2 separate regions of the Drosophila melanogaster genome follow, and region 2 is linked to region 1. The links are chromatin contacts, called in public Hi-C maps. All regions are on one chromosome and are shown on one strand. The core of a region is the stretch at or near the end of the contact, and the rest is flanking DNA. Distances in the headings are between cores, read along the strand shown. Region 1 holds the start of l(3)mbn (lethal (3) malignant blood neoplasm). Region 2 holds the start of SP1173 (SP1173,).

Evidence for each region. Hi-C and Micro-C count contacts between places; a contact is called where the count stands out from the background.
Region 2: a contact with region 1 is called in a Hi-C map of the Kc167 cell line, with 1.6 times the contacts expected there. A contact is called at or near these places in 2 of 107 Hi-C or Micro-C datasets (both in the Kc167 cell line) and 1 of 7 datasets of targeted methods (the Kc167 cell line).

What each region holds. Positions count from the first base shown.
Region 1 is chr3L:6,126,863-6,133,813 of dm6, forward strand. It overlaps l(3)mbn (lethal (3) malignant blood neoplasm), which reads right to left and starts at 1,945. Exons shown (of 6, transcript NM_168157.2): 1 at 1,667-1,945; 2 at 1,499-1,607. The coding sequence starts at 1,699. It overlaps Lcp65Ag3 (Larval cuticle protein), which reads right to left and starts at 4,127. Exons shown (of 2, transcript NM_144405.2): 1 at 3,949-4,127; 2 at 3,524-3,887. The coding sequence starts at 4,067. The coding sequence ends at 3,689. It overlaps Cpr65Au (Cuticular protein 65Au), which reads right to left and starts at 5,247. Exons shown (of 2, transcript NM_001300024.1): 1 at 5,086-5,247; 2 at 4,380-4,743. The coding sequence starts at 5,219. The coding sequence ends at 4,557. Lcp65Ag2 reads right to left here and starts at 6,731. Exons shown (of 2, transcript NM_057924.3): 1 at 6,552-6,731; 2 at 6,128-6,490. The coding sequence starts at 6,670. The coding sequence ends at 6,292. It also overlaps asRNA:CR46005.
Region 2 is chr3L:6,697,911-6,704,806 of dm6, forward strand. It overlaps SP1173 (SP1173,), which reads right to left and starts at 5,611. Exons shown (of 6, transcript NM_168178.2): 1 at 4,953-5,611.

The DNA of each region.
Region 1 (6,951 bases), core at 695-3,194:
TTCTCATTTGAAATTCTGGCTTGTGGCCTTTGTGTCTGGAAACAGGTTTCCACAATACTGGCCAACAAGTTTTAACGGTTTGCATCAATTGGCTTTCGCTTGTTTGTTTTAGGTTTAATTCAAATTTGGCTTCGTGTCACTTTCCCATTTGTCTCGATCGATTTCGACGGGGCTTGAAAACAATTCTTTATTTCAATTTATTCTTTTGTCGTGATCAATTTGATTTTAAATTGTTCAATGAGCTGGGCTAAATAATGAAAACTATTAAACTCGTATCAATATAAATTAAGACTATCATTTTCTGGTTATACAATTAACACTAATAAAAAAATAACCATAAAATTAACATACATTTTAGTGGGTAATAAAAATTGAAACTGGGAATAAATTATTATAAATTATAATTAGAAAATTATTTAACCAAAATTAAAGGATTTATAACTATTGGTAAAGTTTCATTCCCACTTAATTATTTTACAGTACAAAAACCTAATGTTTGTAATCAAGAGACTATTCATAAAGAAGGCAAGTAAAATTTCAAACAGTATTTGGTTAGAAAAAATTTTAATTATGTAATATAGTAAATAGTAAAATACAATTAAATATATTCTAAGTGACAATACATTTTTTTCTAGTATGTTAAATTTAAAGTTACGTATTATAGCTCTGAAGTAATGCCCCGTAAGCTAGACTTTAAAAATCTGATGTTGATCAATAGATCGTTCAATATTTAAATCAAAGGTGCCGAAATTGTTTTTGTTAGGATACCGTTTATACCGTTCTCCTTTGAATAGTTATACAACAAACAAATATCATTTTGCATGCACAACGAGTTCCTGAATTTGTTTGTTAATATGAACGTAATACAATTTTTGGCTCAACTCTGGCATTTTATATGCCAGAATTATACTTATAAATATTGAAATGTGGCTGATCTTTTTGAAATTAGCATTAGCCAAAGAAAGAAAAACCATAAATAAGCCAAACATTTGTGTGTTCGAAAGAGTCTACATGTTATGCAAATCGGCCACGTTTCGTTTTCGATTTTCTGAAAACTTTATCACCGATTCAGCATGGAAATAAAAATCATAACGACCATGCATGCCATTTGGACACTACACAATGGACTTCAGAGATGAACCCCCGGCCATATGTGTGTTGTGAAGATTCCGCTAATTGCCATTGGTGGCTGGTATTTCAATTGCTGGTGACCTGTCGCTCAGGTGCACCGTGCACCCATCAAACGTGTATTGTGTGGCATTGCACAAGCCGCCACTAGTCGCACTCCGGCTCAAAAGTCAAAAGTTATGGCTTTTTTTGGCTAATGCTGGCTGCTAGCTGCTGGATGGTGCTGCATTTGTGCATCTGCTCCTAACGACTCTCGAGATGACGCATCATCTATTTACATATTTCGGTTTCGGTGTCAATAAATCGACGCACAGTAGTCAAGATATGCTAATGGTTTAATTAGCGTCATTTGCTAGCTCAACCAGCTCACCTCTCTTCTCTGCCCGATGCTGCTGCTCGTCGATGGTGAAGCCGAACTTGTAGGGACGCACTGTGGTCGCGGCCGACAGGACATGGGTCAAGGTGCACAGGAGCAGCAGCTTTAAAGGGAACTCAATGAATGCCGGGTTCAGAGTTGGGATCAAACTTAAGCACTTACAGCACAGACAAACGCCATCAATTTTAGGCTCATTTTGGGAATTTATTATTTATTTAAATCGGTCACCAATTTTATTTTATTTTCACGCCCTAATATAAACTGTCAGAGCTCACACAAAAACGCATAAATAAACGGGCGTTTATATTTTAATACAAATACGCGATTATAAATATTTAGATTTCAAGCGGACGGAAAGACGCGTTTCTCACGGCTAGATTATCGGCACGGAGCAAGCGCCTTAGAATGAAACACACCCCACGATGTTCGGCAGCGAATTGACAATGTTAATAATATTAGGTAAACATTATAAAACATTAGAGGCGGACGAGAACCTGCCGCTGCTTGTTGGCCAAGTGTGCGTGCGAATCTCTGCCTTCTACACGTTGTGTATTTCGCCAAGTCGGATCGCATAGCTGGTAGCATTGGCCAGATCGCATCACACCTCTTGAGCCTCAGCCAAGCCTGTGCTTATAATTTAAAATTTCATGCAGTTTGAAAAGTTATTTATTTGATTATTTAAACTGCTTGTCAGCTAGTTCTGAACTTACTAAGTAATTTGCATCCTCGATATTTTTTATACAAAAGCTAAATTAGTTTTGGTAAATAACCTTTTTGGCTTTTATTGCTAGACTTCCTGAGTATTTTTGGTCCGTATTGATTTATTTGTAGATTGAGTTCTAGTAAAGTGCATACAAAAGTCGTTATTAGATATTTTTTATATTTAAGCAAATAAAGATCCAAAAAAATCAAATTATGAGAGAAGTTTTACAAGATTAAATTTAGAATGGTCTAATTTATTAGTACTGTATTGAAATTTAATAACACTTTAGATTGGTCTTCAAAATCGGCTATCAGGCCTGAAGGGTAGTTCATGCCGATTTGTATCTGTTAATAATTAATCGACCCCAATGTATTTGCAATCCAACTTGTTGAGTCTCATCGATAGCCAGGCATTTGACCTGCTTGATGAGCAAATTCGAATGCAATGAGGAAGATGTTTGCACTTCTCTATTTTCATCGATCGGCAATCAGCAGTGAGCTTATCTTCTGCCGGATACTGCAAGTCAATTGTAATTGAAATATTGCTGTCAAGTTCGGCAATGACTGATGTTGTATGCTAAAATTTGCATATTAATTGCTATAACAGTTGTCTTTCAATACGAGCATAAATGATTCGCGTCTAAAGAGACGCATCACGAAGATACTGGTAATTAGCATTTAGCCCCCAAAAGTATGCAAGGGATTTAAAAAGTTCGTTGCCTAAGTCATTCGATTTCAATGCAATCTGAATAGCTATAGCCTGAAAGTAAGCTTAAGAGTCTTTTATGATTAAACTATGCACTTTAAATCCGCAAAGCCGACTATGCATTTGGGAGAACTTTTTGTTTTTATTTTATTAAGGCATACTGGAAATTTTCGTTTGATTTTGTTAAGATAAGTTAAAAATAGGAAAAATATATTCTTTTTTAATATTATTATAAGGGCCCAAAAACTTTTTCTTTTTTAATAATGTTCATGTAATAAGAACACCTAATAAAGCCTGAAGACGACTGGGTATGTTAGCGGTTAGAGTAATAAAATACATAATAAAAAATTGTATTTTCAGTTCTAAAATGTTTTTTTTTTTAATTAATAATTTTCTAAATGAAAAAAATACCTATTCTTTCAAAATACTTATTTACACTTCTTAAGAATTGCTTAATGGAAAAAAACCTTTAATTAGGTCCGTTGTTTGCCATAAGAATCTAGTTCTATTTATCTGAACAACTTAACAAAATATTTTCAAATAATCGCCTTTAAAAAAAAACGACGTTTCCGACCTTTTGAGCGAAAAGCACATTTAAAATAAAACGAATTCATATAAAATCTACATTTTTTAATATTCAACAAACTGCGTTCTGTAACTTAGGATTCTTTCCCTTTTAAAAGGGAAAACCGAAAGTAGGTAAGTGTTGGGGAAGATAACAAAGAGTGTTGCAGAATTGGTGGGTTTAAAGCTGCTTACAGTGAAAGCAACTTCACTTATGCCACGGGGGCAACGGGCAGATGAGCACCCTCGGGCTGGAATCCGTTCTTATCGGCGATGTAGTTGACTTGGTAGGTCTGGCCATCATCAGCAATGAAGCGGTAGGATCCACTCACAGAGATAGCCTCGTTCTCAGTTCCAATGTCGTTCAGCTGACCTACAGCTTGAGCAGCCTGTCCATCGGAGGTTTCCCAGCTAAGAAGGAAGTCAGTGTCAGCTAGGTATCCTTTTGGGTCATTTCTCATAGGCAACTTACTCGTATTTGAAGCTTTCGGGTCCAACGTCGGATTCAGAGCGCACGATTGTGGGTTCCTCAGCGGCAGGAGCAGCCAGAGCCACGGCGAAGAGGGCGACGAAGACAATCAGGAATTTCATGGTGATTGTTGTTTGGTGCTTAGATCTGCGGCTATCGAACAGTTCAAGTCGAATGGTAACTATGGACGGCCGCGTAAACCCTTTTATAGATGGCACCCTCTTGGCGATTATTCAAAGCGCGGCCGAACTAGTCAAACGTGTACAAGACATAATGAGCAAAATCAATGTTAATGTGAAATGTCTGGTTTGGATTTCATTTTCGTTTGAAGTAGGAGCATTAAAAGGCCTAATATAAAATTTTAATAACACTATAGTCCAAAAAGAATCGCGTTCATAAATATTTCATTATTCAAATTTTTAACAATTCATTGAGCTTTATTATATTTATAATAATCCAGCCAGTCTTAGTGACGTCAATAAAACTCGGGAGCTTCCTCAAATATATACATTTTTTCTATTTACTTTTCTAATTCTACGAATCTTTTACATTGGATAAATAAAGTCAACTTATTTATTCGCATCCGGAATCATTATACATCCAGGTATCTCCTAGGCTACTAGCCTGAACTTGGGATGGTAGCCAGTTTCGTCGGCCGTGAAACTAATCTCGTATTTTTTGCCATCTGGAGCTGACCAGCTGGTCGATCCCTGGACAGACAAGGAACCATCCTCTTCGCCGGCTCCAGGTTTCACCTCACCGGTCTCAGTGCGTGAGATTCCGTTGCTCGTCTCATAGCTGGAATTCGATGTTAATTGTTTTTAATAAATTAATTATTGATTGAAATTGTATATAGGAACATCGAATAATTAAACACCTGTTACAACTAAGCATTTCAAAGCTACCCTCTTTAATTTTGCCCTTGCAGAGGCTTATACCTCTGATATCAGTCAGAAGTTTGCAACGCAGTGAGGGAGACATGTGCAACTAAATAAAGTTTATATATGTGTACATATTTATATACATCAGTTTCAATAGTCAAGCCGTTTCTACGCAAAATAGTAATAGTATCTCAGTTTAAGGTTAAAAAATTTTACAATTAAATGCATTATGTCCAAATCATTTCTGGGCAATACCTACGCAAAGGAATATTTATCGCCCGTGTTTTCGCTCTCCAGTTTGATGGTCTCCGCCTGGGCATCCTCACCAGCGGGAAAGGCCAAACAGATACCAATTGCCAGGAAGGCTACCAGCCACATGAAATTCGATTGCATTGCGGAAAGAATTAGTTTTTCAGAGTCTCCGTCACAGCTAGCTGCACTTTACTGAGCTGCGATGCGATCATCTGATGCCCTTTTATACGAAATCTCTGGATTATGTCCTCATCGGCGAAAAATGCAAAATAATAAAACAAATTAAAAATAAAGAAATCAGCTATAATGCAAACATTCAATAAAACACATTTTAATTACAGATTAACACTCTAAGTACCCTGCACTAATCGTGCATGCAGGTATATCCAACAGATGGTAATGTATGCAATTACCTTGTCGACAGTCAATTGATAGACAGAATGACGCCTTACCTTGCCATCACCTTTGAATTCTCAAATCTTATTGGTTAATTAAGCTAATCGTGAACATGTTTGTTTGAAACAAACAGATAGAACGGTGAAAATTTGTATAAAAAACAGTACACGATCACCATTTGCTATATACATATAAACTCAGGTTTAAACGATGTCTTCTAGTCGAGATGCATAAAGTTCTGTATTCGAACTTTTTATTATTGTGCATTGTGATTTTGCCATTGTCATTTCTCATATTATCATCTAATGTTTGAATAAGTAAAGCCTCAGCAAATGCTTTGTGTACACTACTATTGGTATATACATTAATTATTAATAGAAAATATCAATCAGCAATCCAACAAGCATGGAATATTCTACATATCAGAGTATTCTATATCAAATATCAGAGTATTTTACAAACATTTAATCGTGCAGCGGTCACGTATACACGCTGTGACCAGTTTCTATTCTTCGAATATCTATAATCAGTCGGTTCTTTTTCGACTACGACCTTCCCCATATGTTAATCAAAAGCTAATTGTATTCAAAACTTAATTTCGACTTCTTCTGAAAAATAAAATAATTATGAATTTTATGAAAACAAACACACATAAGTTCAGGTAATTAAATTCCTTTAATATTTAACAAGTGGTGCTGGTTGACTTAGTTCCCATCCTTTGAAAACAGGGATAGGATTGGTTTGGTAATGTTTGGGGCTATTAACAAGGAGTTGGATAGTATGGCTTTAAAATTGCTAAAGGTCAAAGCAATTTCACTTAGGCCACGGGGGCAACGGGCAGATGAGCACCCTGGGGCTGGAATCCGTTCTTATCGGCGATGTAGTTGACTTGGTAGGTCTGGCCATCATCAGCAATGAAGCGGTAGGATCCACTCACAGAGATAGCCTCGTTCTCAGTTCCAATGTCGTTCAGCTGACCTACAGCTTGAGCAGCCTGTCCATCGGAGGTTTCCCAGCTAAGAAGGAAGTCAGTGTCAGCTAGGTATCCTTTTGGGTCATTTCTCATAGGCAACTTACTCGTATTTGAAGCTTTCGGGTCCAACGTCGGATTCAGAGCGCACGATTGTGGGTTCCTCAGCGGCAGGAGCAGCCAGAGCCACGGCGAAGAGGGCGACGAAGACAATCAGGAATTTCATGGTGATTGTTGTTTGGTGTTTTGATCTGCGGTTCTCGAACAGTTCGCGACGAATGATGCCCTCTGATGGTTGTACTCCCTTTATATAGATGGATGGACAAACTTTGACGACCGAGCCCAACGCTGCCAAACTAGTCAAACTTGTAGTGTATAAAGCAAAATGTGATAAATGTGTGAAATTGAATTCGGCCTAAAGCTGAATCGTTAAAAGCCCTATACGATATGTAAATCGGACATCTTCATCTATATAGTTTGCATAGTTTCGCATTCCTTTTTCAGCTG
Region 2 (6,896 bases), core at 4,361-6,860, 570 kb after region 1:
TTTCATCGATATCAAATATCTTGTATTGTTTTTCGAAAATTTGAAATTTGTAGTTATTATACGCAAGATATAAATACAAACATCAAAGTCTCCCTCTTCCAGACATTTTTATTGTTCTTTTTTTGGACCACACAATGTGGGGAATCCAAGGCATATGTACTTTTTCAGGTAAACCAATTGGAAAATCAATTTCTTGTTTAGATTTTGTGGTGATCGCTGGGGGCCAGCCAGCACTTGAATGCAAATGGGCCGGCCGGCAGCAGCTTGCAACTTGTTGCCTCCTCATGCATTTTTGTTTACATCACTTGTTTCTTGACTGATTTCCCAGTCAGCTGTCGGCCAAACTGGTCAGCAGAGGTGGGTGTTTGGATGGATTGCAAAAAAAAAGAATTGCTCATTTAATTCTGCTCCAAGTTGCGCTGAAGCAAGACCCATTAAACTGTCAAAAAACTTTTGTCAGCTTCAATTTGTAGGTGTCGTGACCCCAGAGACAACGAAATAAAATGATCTCGCGTCTACGTTTCTCTAGAGATATTTGGAGCAATGCCTCGGTGACATCATCTGCTCGTTTTGACGCAATATTTTTCGGTGCGATCTATATTTAAAAAACTTTTTAGCACTCGGTGAATGAGGAAGGGAGAGGGGACACCATCGGAGGTTATACTGTATTAATTTACTTATCAAAAAGAACGTGCGAGCCTAGTGCTTTCCAAGCTATAACAAAAGAAAAATATTTTATTTTTCTACAGTGGACCGACCGCAAAAAAAAACCGAGTGACAAATTATTGTATGCCTGATTAAACATTTACTAATTTTAAAATCAATTTTTCACTTAACAAAACCGATTGACACCATAAAAAATGAGATCATACCCAAAAGTTTTGATAAGTTTACTTAGGGGCCTCAGATTCAGTTTTCTAAATCAATTTTCCACCGTTAGGCAAATTATGATATCATGCCCCATAGATTGCTGACTCAATGTATGAGATATTTGCATTTAACCTTGTATTTTCCTATGCATTTGGAACGCGCCAGTGCAGCGTGAAAATATTTCTGCCTGCCCCGCGTTTCCCACTTTCGAACCTTTTTGAAATAGTTTTGCAAGTTTTTTTTTTCGATTGCGACATGGAATTTGAGCTTAATTGAATTGTAATTGCAGTAGCTTCAATTTGGCTATCAATTAATTATTTAGTGTGCCAATTGCCGTTATTCGAAAAGAGAATTAAAGTGACGGCGCCGACAATTGAGACATCAGTTGCGCAGACGCAATGTGGGGCCTCCAAAAACGTATGTTAACCTGCGAGTTGACCATTTTTGGAGCTGGGAACCAAAGTCAGGGGTGCCCAGTGGCGCTGACGCGACCCGGAGTCGTGTCGAGGATCTTTGTCCAACCAAGTCACGCATTGTAGACATTTCCTCAAAACTTGATTTCCAATTCAATGGCAGCAAATGCAATTCTGGAAACCGGCCCCCAAGAGCGCCAGCACGAGGTCCACAAAAGGAGATACATAGATACATTTGTAGCTACAAGTTGGCTTTGACGTTGGCCTGTCATTCAAGCGGCAGATACTTGGATACTCTGATAGTCGTAAACAGGAAAACATTTCCTCGAATGCAGCATTAACTTGAACATGTTCTCGATTGGTTCACAACATTTCCTTTGTCTCTCCCTCGACAGCTGAACACCAAAATAAAAAAATACAAAAGACTTAGCAAATCCCTTTTTATGTAGCGTGGGCAGTTTTCGAGTTGCTTGACAATGGCGCCGTCTGACATTGAAATTCGCTGGCAATTTAACTGCCTTACTTAGTAGAGTAATGTTTGCTGGGGCCAAACTCTCTGTCCTGGTCGCCAAAAATCAAAACAGAACCAACAAAAGTTTGCCCTAGTTTCGTTGGTCCGCCAAAATAGTGGTGCGTCATAAATGAAAACAAACAGAAGCGAGCAGCAGCTACTGTAAATGCTTGGGGGTCCATGACAGTTGCCGAAATAGCCCGAAAGTATCTTGCTCTCTGCGAATGTGTAAATATATATATACATATATATATATATATCTTTAGGTATATATCTTTGAGACAGCCTGAAGGAGGCGTCGACGCCTCTGAGTCATCCGCAACTTGCAAAAGCTGTGACACACATAAAGAAAAATGTTTGGGCACTATATAGATTTACAAGAAAAACTACCATAAATACAGTGAAAGCTAGATGGACGAACAATCAAGAAAAGTTCTACAAATATAGCCTATATGAACTATATATATGCACTTTCAAGGCCAGTAAAGAAATTTTAAATATTTATTTGCTCCAGTTCTGTGACATAAGGCCCAGTAAATAAACCAACTTCTCCCAAACAAACAATTAATGATCCAAAGCAAACACAATCGAAATTTAAATGTTTACTTCCTTTTCTTCCCCTCTTTTATTTTCATTATTTTTTATTTATGCTTTCGAGATTATTTTGGTCGCCATGGGATCGTTTATTTGCGCTCATGTCTTTTATATAGAAAAACATAACCCACTGAAAGTATCCGCACCAGATGTGCGAATGGACGAACTCAAAATGTCGACAGTATATCCCACAACATATACACACATGTGTAATTTCAAATTCTGGAAAAATCAGCACAGAATGAGTTTAGCTAACATAATTTCGATACGAGAGCAAATTAACCGACTGACCAGCAGAGAGATCTTTGAAAAAGATCATGATGAGGTTATCGCTGATGACGGCAAAATGATGTCATATGCGGCGGACACACTCGAATGCCTTATATCTAAAGCTTGTTTTGGGTTTTGTGTTTCAAATTAAACCCATACCAATAAATGTAGGTACCGCCTATATATATATACATATACATATTTAGTTTATATGCCTTTATTCTTTTATAGTATTGGTTTATAGCCCCATTGTTTGCCATTAGAATGTCTTGTCTGCCGGTTTTAAGCCCCGAAGTTGTTTGTCGAGTTTTTTTTTGTCTGCAAAGATCGACGCGTTTCTTTCTGCGAAATTCAAGTTCAAGCCAAAAGCGATGCGGGTGTATTTTTTCGTTATTTCTTTTGTACATATCGAAAACAGCAGTAGCTCACACACGCAAAAGAGAGTCAAAACAAAAAAATTTTAGCAAGGTGGAGATATCTTGAAGTTTCTACGATTTCTTAGGGTGGTTGTCTAACCTATTCTAAGGGTGGTTCCCGGCACTTTCTACCTTTTCGGGGTGGTTTCCTGCCTCTTCTAACGACGCTTCTTGACCCCCTTTTTGGCGTAGATTTCATTTTTGGCTTGATTGACGGCAACGCCTGGCGTGTTTTAATGCTTATTTCCTTCTTTTATTGCAAGGGGTGGTTGTTATTATTTGCGTTTTGCCTACCGGCATTTGTTCCACCCCATCGGTATTTTTTAACAAATCCCACACGCATAACTTTGTTACTTTAGGGTTACTTGGGGTGATGATAAATTGCTCAATTTATTGATAGATCATGATATATTTCTAAGGATCTGGGTCAAAGATGTAGAGAAAATTGTCATACATAAAAAATCATTGCCCTCATATTTTGTTTTTTATCATTTTGAAATTTGATATGTGACCTTCATAATGCGCAATCGTAAATTTGTGTACTGTATTTTTGTAGTACTCAAAATAGAATAAATGATATAACATTTATTAACCAAACGACACGAGTTAATTAAATTAGAGACTAAATTAAGTAATTGCTTTTTTTTAAGACCATTCAGGGAAATACCTTTCCACTGTTTTGGTCGCTGAACTCATAAACCTATTTAGCAACTATTAGGTCATTCGCTTGAAAAGGAAAACCCGAAAGGGGCCCGTCTGCCACTGGAAACTTCATAAATGGGCTGAAGAAAAAAAGTGCAATTGCGACTCGCTAAAAAGCAAACGCAACAGATGCAACACTGTAAGTGGAAACGATGCCGACGTCATGGGTGGAAAATAAAAATGTCAATAAAAATTACGGCAAATTGCTAGGAGCCCCGCACCCATCCACCCCGCAATCCACTGTCATTAGGGGGCGGCAAGTGGTCACACGCAGAGTCCTTTGTGGGCGCTTTTATTGTAGTTACCAAGGTTACAACTCCATCCCATTCTATTCCTAGGGTCCTGGCGTCAATTGAGCGCCTGACTGATTAAATTACCCGAGTGCACACTATGGGCAACGAACAAAAGGACAATGGAGTAGGGGTTTGCATAGTGCATTAAGCAATTGTCCTTTTTATATGTGCCATATATATGTATATGCCATGGCGATGTCGCCAGGCTGTCTCCGCGTCACTGAGTCGCCGCGAAAATTGCATTTTTCAGTGCGTGAACGAATAAAAGTTTGTCCCTACAATTTCATTGATTTTCTCTTCTGCGAGCTGATGATTTCATTCGCAGACCCTAAACCAAACGGGAATCACGAGAATCCTTCGAGGCAAATGCAACACGTGACCGAGGGCAAACGAAGTCCTTGCTGGCAACGAAGTCGTCCTCCATTTGTGGTTAGTAAGTCACATCATTTTCGCTTTTAATTTCGTCTTTTGGCTGCCAACGGTGACCGCAGAAGCCGCCAAGCCAGATGACATCACAATTTTGTGAGTGGGTTTGATTGTGTGTCAGTGTGTTTTGTGTGCGAAATGATTGATGACTAAGCTTTAAAGAAGGTTTTACGAAGGATATGCCTAGGGATAATTATAAACATGTTATCCAAAACATGGTTTATAAGTAAAGTCTTTAAGGTCTTAAAAAAATGTATAAAAGTACATTTTACTACAAAAAATGTGAAATCTCAAAACGAAATAAAAAAATATTTATAAATTTTAATATGTTAAAAAAAGTATAAAACTTCCTGTAACGTTTTCCGTCCAAAATCCCCTTTTCCAATTTAAGTAAATAATTTACATGCAAATTCACTTTTATTTGTTAGTATATGAATATATAATAATTCGTATTTGCCTGTCTGCCATAAACGTTAGCCGAAAATCGCTCATTAATGTTTCCGTTCTTCTGGCAATTGCTTAGGCTAATTATTCAGTCAATGGCCAATTCGTAGCTTCTTGTTTGTTATGGGTACATTATTTGCTATTTATGTATTCTCCATTAACCAAAAGCACACACTGTCAATCGCACAAGTAGAGTAACACCACGAGCACTTGTCGTCAGGGAATATACGAAATCGTATTTGATTGTATTTTTATTTCGCTTTCTTTCTTCTTATTTTCAAATTAAATGAAAATATTTCAAATTCAACACTGGCTGGCACAAGAATAACAGGCGACACTGCCAAGCTAAACGCGCAGCGATTTCTAAAAACGAGTCGAGACTACGAAAATAAGTTTTTCGAATAAGCCAAAGAAGCAGAAGGAAACACACTATTATGTTATGTATAAGTAGCTAATAAATGAAAACACACCGAAAAGTGCGCGTCGCGCGGATGCCTCGAATAAAAACTACTTTGTTTTTATTCGATATGTATTTTTTTTATTTTGGCGGCAGCTGCCAGAAGTCAAAGAAGCTCCCGGCGTGGGTGAGTTTCGAGGCACGGTTTCGATATATTTTCCCAACTGGTAATCCGCGTGCGCGTCCAAACGCCTCGCCGTTCGAAAGAAAACTAAACGGGCAACAGCGGCAAAAAACCGGAAAGCATTCACAGCCAGCTGTTTCGGCTACCCTTCCCAATTTCCCAATGTGCTGGGACGCGACTGTGGCTTAAGAGTCGCTGAAAAAATAGTGTTGCATACTTTTTAGCGGTCGGCGCCAATGATTACCCCTATATTTGTGTTACGATTTCTATTTGGCTCTTGCCAAGATTTTCCCGTCTAACGAAATGCCTTCCGCTTTTTTCGGGCGTCTGGAATTTTCAACCCTTAGGGCTGCTCACATTCGCACGGAAACACCCCCGCAATGGGAAATCCTCGGCGGCACAATGCGGATAGACACACGTGCATTGTTGCTGAGGGTGTTTTAGTCTGGCTGATATGCATATGGGACATGGCTACAGACCATTTCCTTAATGAACTAGAAAATATTGACCTAATATGCATAACTAAAAGGTCCTTAATTCGTTGTCAACATGAGGCGGAAACGCTAAGTAAATAATAATATTATGTTTATGTTTGCATTTGGTAGATTTTAATTGACTTTTACTGTCTGACTAGTTATTTGATACTTATATTTTCCCCAAAAGGAACCTTTGTTGAGAACTAGGGTTTTGCTCAGAACTGCGTACTTTCTTATTTAATCAGTATTTATTTAAAATTAATAATATTTTATGTTCTACTTCAATATTGAAATATACATTGGTAGAAGTTGAAAAATATAATATGTACCTGTATATTCATAATCCTTACTTGTCTGAACTAACCTCCCCCAAACGCTTAATAATTAATTCCTACGCCAGGTGCAATTACTTTGAATAACCAAACAAACTTTAACTGCCCGTCATAACAGCTGCAATCTAAGGGGCTTTTCGATAATAGAAGTAGGATAACCACACATCCAGAAACAGTTGTCAACCCACAGCTGCTTCGCTCAGCCCCAGAGTGTCAATTAAATTTAATTTAAGGCGACATTTGCCGTCAGCCACTCGCAGTTGCATTTGTCTTGGCCCACAAGAACGATGATGATGATGGCGGTTGGCTCCCTCGAAACGATCCTAAATGGCCGCAGATATAGCGATCGGATGTGGCACATCGATGGGGCTATTTTCGATGCCACCGATTAGCCTATTGGCCGAGTGAGCAACTTTTAACTTTAACCCTTTGCAGGGCGCGTGTCTGGGAATTGGGGATCGGGATGGGGGATTGGAATTGCTCCGCTCCGCTCCTCGTACTGTCTATTTTTGGTTGTTGCTCGCTCGCACACTCGCGAAAAGCTATAGACATCGGGTCGATCGGAAGA